2 separate regions of the Gossypium hirsutum genome follow, and region 1 is linked to region 2. A link is a contact called in public Hi-C data. All regions are on one chromosome and are shown on one strand. The core of a region is the stretch at or near the end of the contact, and the rest is flanking DNA. Distances in the headings are between cores, read along the strand shown. Region 1 holds the start of LOC121203552 (choline-phosphate cytidylyltransferase 1). Region 2 has its middle 14 kb from the start of LOC107897849.

Region 1 (3,058 bases), core at 253-2,752, 140 kb after region 2:
TACCGTACCTTTACAAAGCTAACTCCAAGATCTTTCCTCGAATATCCACGGTCCAAGTTACGTATCACATACTGGTTATAATCTTTAATAATTCTCATTATAATATCTGACGTTGAAATCCCTTCGGTTCGTTGAGTTTCCTTGAACTTTCCGGCAGCTTTAACCTAGGAACAAGAGCCCACTTTAATATAACACAGTTTAAAAAAGCACCAATTGTTATAATTAAGTACAAATAAGCGTCTCAATTAACTCACAAACTCATACACATCATTCGCAGCCCCACTGGCATCAGCATAGCTGTAAAAAGGATTTATGGCAAAGTATAAAGACTACATGAACAAATGAATGGCAAGTATTTATATGTTTTTCGGCAACTAAAAGTCTTAGATGTGCAATGTAAAACAAATATAGAGTAGTTTTGTGCAATGTAAAACAAATATAGAGTAGTTTTGTGCAATGTAAAACAAATATAGAGTAGTTTTGTTTCTATATCTTTCTTAACAATGCAGCATTCACCATGAATGAATTAGTGTCAAAGCAAGCATCCTTACGGAAGGGAATCATGAGCCACATAGTCAATATTGTATGCATCAAGAAATTCTTGATTGATCACCCACGGTGCATCAGGAATGACTTCATCAACCCACCTATGAGAAATGAATAACAAATAAGACAAAGTCACTTCCTTCAACTGCAGAAAGATAAATTGATTAAAATTGTGCTTCACATTCACTATTTCCCTTTGAATTCAAAAGATTTACAACTGAAATATTCTTCGAAACAAGCATCACGGGTGAGTTCTTTTCTTTTTTAATGGTTTTCAATACAATAACTAGAACAAGTTGAGAGTTATAAAAATAGAAAGAAGTAAAACCTGCAATGGCGAAGGGATTCATAGCGCTCTGCTTCGGTCATAACAGTTTTACCTTTATACTTGTGGGTTGTTTCATCATTGCAACATCCAACCAATAAATATGTATTGGGAAACCTAAAAGTTTCAAAAAAAAAATATTATTTCTGCTGCAAATAAACAAATATCTTTCACAGGAAACAAAATGCCAAATAACTTCAAAAAAGGAAAAGAAAATCAGAAGAAAAGGCAGTGATGGAAAATTTTTATAGACACCCATTAATCAGTAGGAATTTCCAAAGATGCCCAGAAAAATATACAGATTAAACATTAAGTTAAGAAAGAGATGAGGGAGGCAAACAGACGATTTCTTGGCTTGTTCGAGGGAGCGAGCATGGCCGAAGTGGAAAAGATCGTAGATCCCATCAGCGCAGACGCGGACAGGGCGCTCGGAGTCGGGATAATGGGTGTTGTTATCGTTGTTCATGGTTGAGATGTTAGAAATGAGAAGAAAAAAAGGACAAATTTTATCAGAATAATTCATAAGTGTGGTAAATATAAATTGGATTACTGGTCTGGTGTGAAGGCAAAGAAAGGGGCTTCCATTTACGCCTCCGAATACGCGCTTCTTTCGCTTCTATTTTTGTAGTATCAAAAGTAAAACACAACTCTTACTGTTTTTATATATAATATTATTTTGTTCAATTCCTTTTCATGCTTCTTTCGTCACACACTTCAAAATTTTCTCTAATTCAATTAAAATACTTTTAATTAAATTAGATTCTTATGAGTAAGCTTTATGAAATATTTATAAAAGAATTAAAAATAAATAAATGAAGATTTGGTGGAAATTGTAAATTTGATCTTAATGTCTTGCCTTTGAATCTTTTTTATTTATGGATTTATTATGAGTTTAATTTTTCATAGATTCATATTTTTTTGGGCTTTTCTGCTTTTAGTTTATCACTCTAAATTTAATTAGTATAGGTTATATTTTCACTGTAAATTATTTTAATATTAATTTGACCTACAAATAATTTATAAGCTTTGAGAAAATTTTAGATTTATATTTCGAAGGTTCTTATTTCGAGTTTTGAGGTTTTATTTTATCTCCATATTTTTTATTCTTTATTTTTGTATCCTCTTTAGAGAGATTTTTTCACATAAAATATTTTTGTTCGATCTTTTCAATTTCTTCATCATTTTACTTGTTCATTCCTTAATCAAGTTTATCCCCACTAATAATAGTTGTTAATACTTTTTAACTAGAAATAATTTTTTTCAATTATTGTTGAATTCAAGTGATGTTTATTTGACACAAACACGTAATATTAACATCATCTCATGAATTAAAAGGTCCTAAAAATAGGCAAAAGCTTTGAAGACGCTCTTTCAAACAAAAATGATAATCCAACATTTGAAAACCTCCGGTCAAGGGAGGAAGATCCTTTAGATGGCAACGATGTAGTTTTGAATCACACGAAAGGCCATTGAGTTTCATTTCGAGACATGTTGCTAAATAGTTGGAACGGTAGGTAGAATTCTAAGGATAAGAATGGTTTTAATTTGCTTGAAGATGATGTCACAAAGGGGTAAATTAACCTTCAGTTAGGCTTTTAGAGAGAAATCATTTATGGAGAAAACAAATGTAACCAGAATACATGAAATAAAATTGGTTTTAGTATATTGTTGAATGAACGGTCAAACTAGAGAATGTTTATTACATGGTGAAATTTAAAGCATGTGGAGGATTATACGAAGGTGTTGTTATAGGTGCCATAGGTTATTTTTGGACAATATCTGGTCGTCGGGTCTTGGACTTCATTTTTTTTTAATGTCTCAGCCTTATCTGTTCAATGTGGTGGTTTAAATATAATTATTTATTTTATTAATAGAATTGTATAAAAAGAGTTTATTATGCGCGGTCGACCATATAATAGAAAAGGTGATAATATTGATAATACTAATAATGATAGTGGTGTAAGGGGGAGATTCATGCTTCTGACAACTTTGACAACTTGTATTGATTTGAGGAAGCCACCAATTTCATAGATCAGGATTGAGAGTCATCTCCAAATAGTGGAATACGAATCACTCCCTAATATATGCTTTAAGTACGATTGATGTGGCCATGAAGAAATTTACCTATTGGTACGCAGTGAGAGCTAATGCAGAAATAGTGGCAACAGAGGAGGTGATGAGACAACC
Region 2 (3,171 bases), core at 423-2,922:
TGTATATTTGAAGGGAAAAAGCGATCATAGTTTGAGAGTAGAAAAAAGATTGCAAATATAGAAATTTAAAATTTAAGCTTATTTAACATGGAGTTTTAATAAAAATGGGAACAAACTAATGGATTGCAAAACTAAAGTTGGCTGCCTGGGAAAATGCCCCTACCACTGTGGAATATTAACAAGCTAAGCTCAATCAACTAAATTACATTTTATCCAGCATATAGATGGGCGACCTGCAGCACCAAAGTACACCTTATCTTTTAGTTCGCCCTCATTCTCATTTTGTTCTTCATTGTTTCGTTTGACTTTAGTGTATTTTTTTTTAATGTTTATTAATATTATATTTTAAAAGTAATTAAAAGAAATTTTTTTTTTGGATAAATATACAACATTTACCGGAGCAAATCACCATCACTATCACTATTAACAAGTGGTTCTTACAATTCAATCTCACAAAGTGGATATGGAGCGAACAATTTTGGTGAATTAACTAAAAGTTGGGATTCAATTAAATGAAATAATCGAATTAAAATGGTTTTGAGTGATTAGGTTTTAAGCGATGGATTGCTAATACCACTCTCAATTGTTCACGCTTTATCTTTTAAATTTTAATATTCATAATTTGGCCTTTCGCTAGTTGTTTTATTTTTTAGAATACAACTCCAAATAAAAAATGGGTAAAATTTAAATTATTACTTGATTTATAAAAAAGATAAAAAGATAATCTTAAATTAATGATAATATATTATTGGATATGATATAAATAAGTGAAGAGATTTGAATAAGGGATAGGATTAATTATATGTCCCCAAATTATAGTCTAGATCTTAAATTAATCCTTAAGCTTATAAAGCGTTTTAATTGAGTTGTTTGAGTATTAATATTGCATCAATCATGTTTTTAATTCAGCCTAGTCATCATTTTTTAGTATTAAATGTTAGTTTGAATATGATGTAAACCATATTTAAAACACTTGGATCAAATTTTAAACATGTTTATACATATGACATGAATTACTTGGATCTAGAGTGTTAAAAATTTAATCCACGTGTTTTAAACATGCTACATGTCAGATCCAAGTTGGCATTTAATGGTTAAGCAAACATTAGGTTGATGGAAGAACCCATTGATACAATATTGAAATTTTGAGGACTTAATCAAAGCATTTTTAAAATTTAGGGGACTACTTTAAAATTTTAACTATAATTTGAGTATGTTTAATATAATTAACCCTAAGGATATATATAATATACTCCTATTATATATTTATGTCTTATTAATATATTAGGTTATAATATCTTATTAAAATTTTAAAAAAATAAGTTTTACTTTATACAATTAAAAAAAAAAAGGTTATATAAATGCTAGTTACTATATTTTGTTGTTGTTAACATCTTGGTTGAAGGCTTGTAGAACTTATGCTCTAGGATGCTCTAATGCTAATCTCAAAATACGATAAATAATAGAGTAATCGCGATGTCTTTGGTGCTTTGATTGTTTTTAGATATGTGGGGATTAACACATGATTAGTCGGGGCATTTGTCCTTGATCCGTCAAGATTGTGCCTTCAACCTCTTTGTTTAGTCTGTTAACTGACTATCCTCAAGTGTCATTGCTAGGTTTTAACAACTTCTTGTTATCTACTCATATTTATTTGTGGGATTTGGGCCTTCTAACCTGTTGATTGTCTTGGGCTTTGAGCGTGAGCTCTTGATTGATGTAACAATGTCAGGTAGGTTAAAAAGAGGACTTGCTGCAAATTATGAATTGACCCTGTCTTGTTTGAACAAAATTCTTCTGCTCTTTTTGTCCCTCAAAAAAAAAATTCTTCTGCTCTTTTTGGTGTCCCTCCAACCATTTTCTGCCACGTGGATTATAACTTTTAGACTTTAACTTAAAAGATATAAAATATTCTTTTTTTTTTTAAATACACCGAACTTCTTATTAAATAGGCAAGATTTATTTTAGGTCAAGTTATGGTTATAGTCTTTTTGTTCTATTTAAATTTAAATTTTCGAATTTATACTTTAATTTGATTCATGTATTTTTATAATATCATTAGTTAGTTAAAATAGTTGACATACTTAATTTTTTTAGTAAAGATGTTGAGGTCGAATTTCTCTTAAAAATACACATCCCAATTTATCATGCCAAAAATAGGTTTTTTGTGTGTAAGTATGCTAGAAATGTGTTAAAAATTCATATCATTTTAACCAACAAGACATTAACTATTTGGACTAACTAATATCATTGCAAATGTAAAAGATCATAATATGTTAAATTAAAAGATAAGTTCTAAATCCCAAATGTGAACATAGTAAAAGGATAAAAAACTGAAATTTTACCATCATGAGTTGCGACGCGCGTAAGTGAAAGAAGCCCTTCGAGCACTTACAGTAATGAGCCCTTAGGACATTTACATATGAAATTTAATTTTAAACATGAGATTTTATAGAATACCTATTTTTGGACACTTTATTGTATCATTGAAATAACATTGAAAGAAAAAACAGCACCACAAATCTAGGTGGTGATTAAATCAAATTAAAAACATAATAGAAAACTTAGAAGCACAAATCCTCCCTAGGAACTTGGAACACTACTTACTAAGAAATACATTAGCACATCTTGCCATGCCTCAATATATCTTTACGGGGAAACTCGAAATTTTCGACAATTATAACTTCTTGTCATGAGATGAACATGATGTTATTGTCCAAAAAGGGGTACTATCCTTATGCTGGACACTGGAATCCTGGAGGTGGAGTCTTGCCACAGTCGATGAGGACCTGAAGGCCAATTGGTATTATGATATTGATGTTTAAAAGCTTGGCCTTGATTGTGGTACAAAGACAGATAGCAGCATCCAAGTCTAGCAACCCTTGAAGCACTGGGCAACATGTATCCTTGGCGCTGCTGCCGATACCAATGTGCACTAAGCCACCTAACACATCAACACATGCGCCTAGCTTGAGAGTGTCAATCGGGCATGTTTGCTGTGCCGGGGGTGGTGGATATAGCAGAGGTGGTGGTGGTGGACAAGGGGTCTCCACTGGAGGTGGCTTCACAACTGGAGGACTTGGGTATACAGGAGGCGTTGGCGTTGGCGTTGCGGCTTCACAATGGGAGGACTTGGGTATACAGGAGGGGTTGGTGTTGGCGGCTTCACAA

Evidence for each region. A called contact is a pair of places that touch in the nucleus more often than the background predicts.
Region 1: a Hi-C map of leaf shows a contact between it and region 2, with 4 times the contacts expected there. The contact joins the promoter of LOC121203552 here to the enhancer-like site in region 2. A contact is called at or near these places in 5 of 34 Hi-C or Micro-C datasets (all in leaf).

What each region holds. Positions count from the first base shown.
Region 1 is chrA11:20,438,977-20,442,034 of Gossypium_hirsutum_v2.1, forward strand. It overlaps LOC121203552 (choline-phosphate cytidylyltransferase 1), which reads right to left and starts at 1,503. Exons shown (of 8, transcript XM_041081314.1): 1 at 1,216-1,503; 2 at 875-988; 3 at 552-647; 4 at 255-297; 5 at 9-164. The coding sequence starts at 1,394.
Region 2 is chrA11:20,302,744-20,305,914 of Gossypium_hirsutum_v2.1, forward strand. It overlaps the pseudogene LOC107895878. Among protein-coding and RNA genes, the nearest start is that of LOC107897849, 14 kb to the left of the region's middle. Within about 2 kb of position 1,673, at least 2 of the 9 cell types and tissues checked have an H3K27ac peak or open chromatin away from gene starts, as enhancers often do. A contact at or near this core is called in leaf, where this site is marked.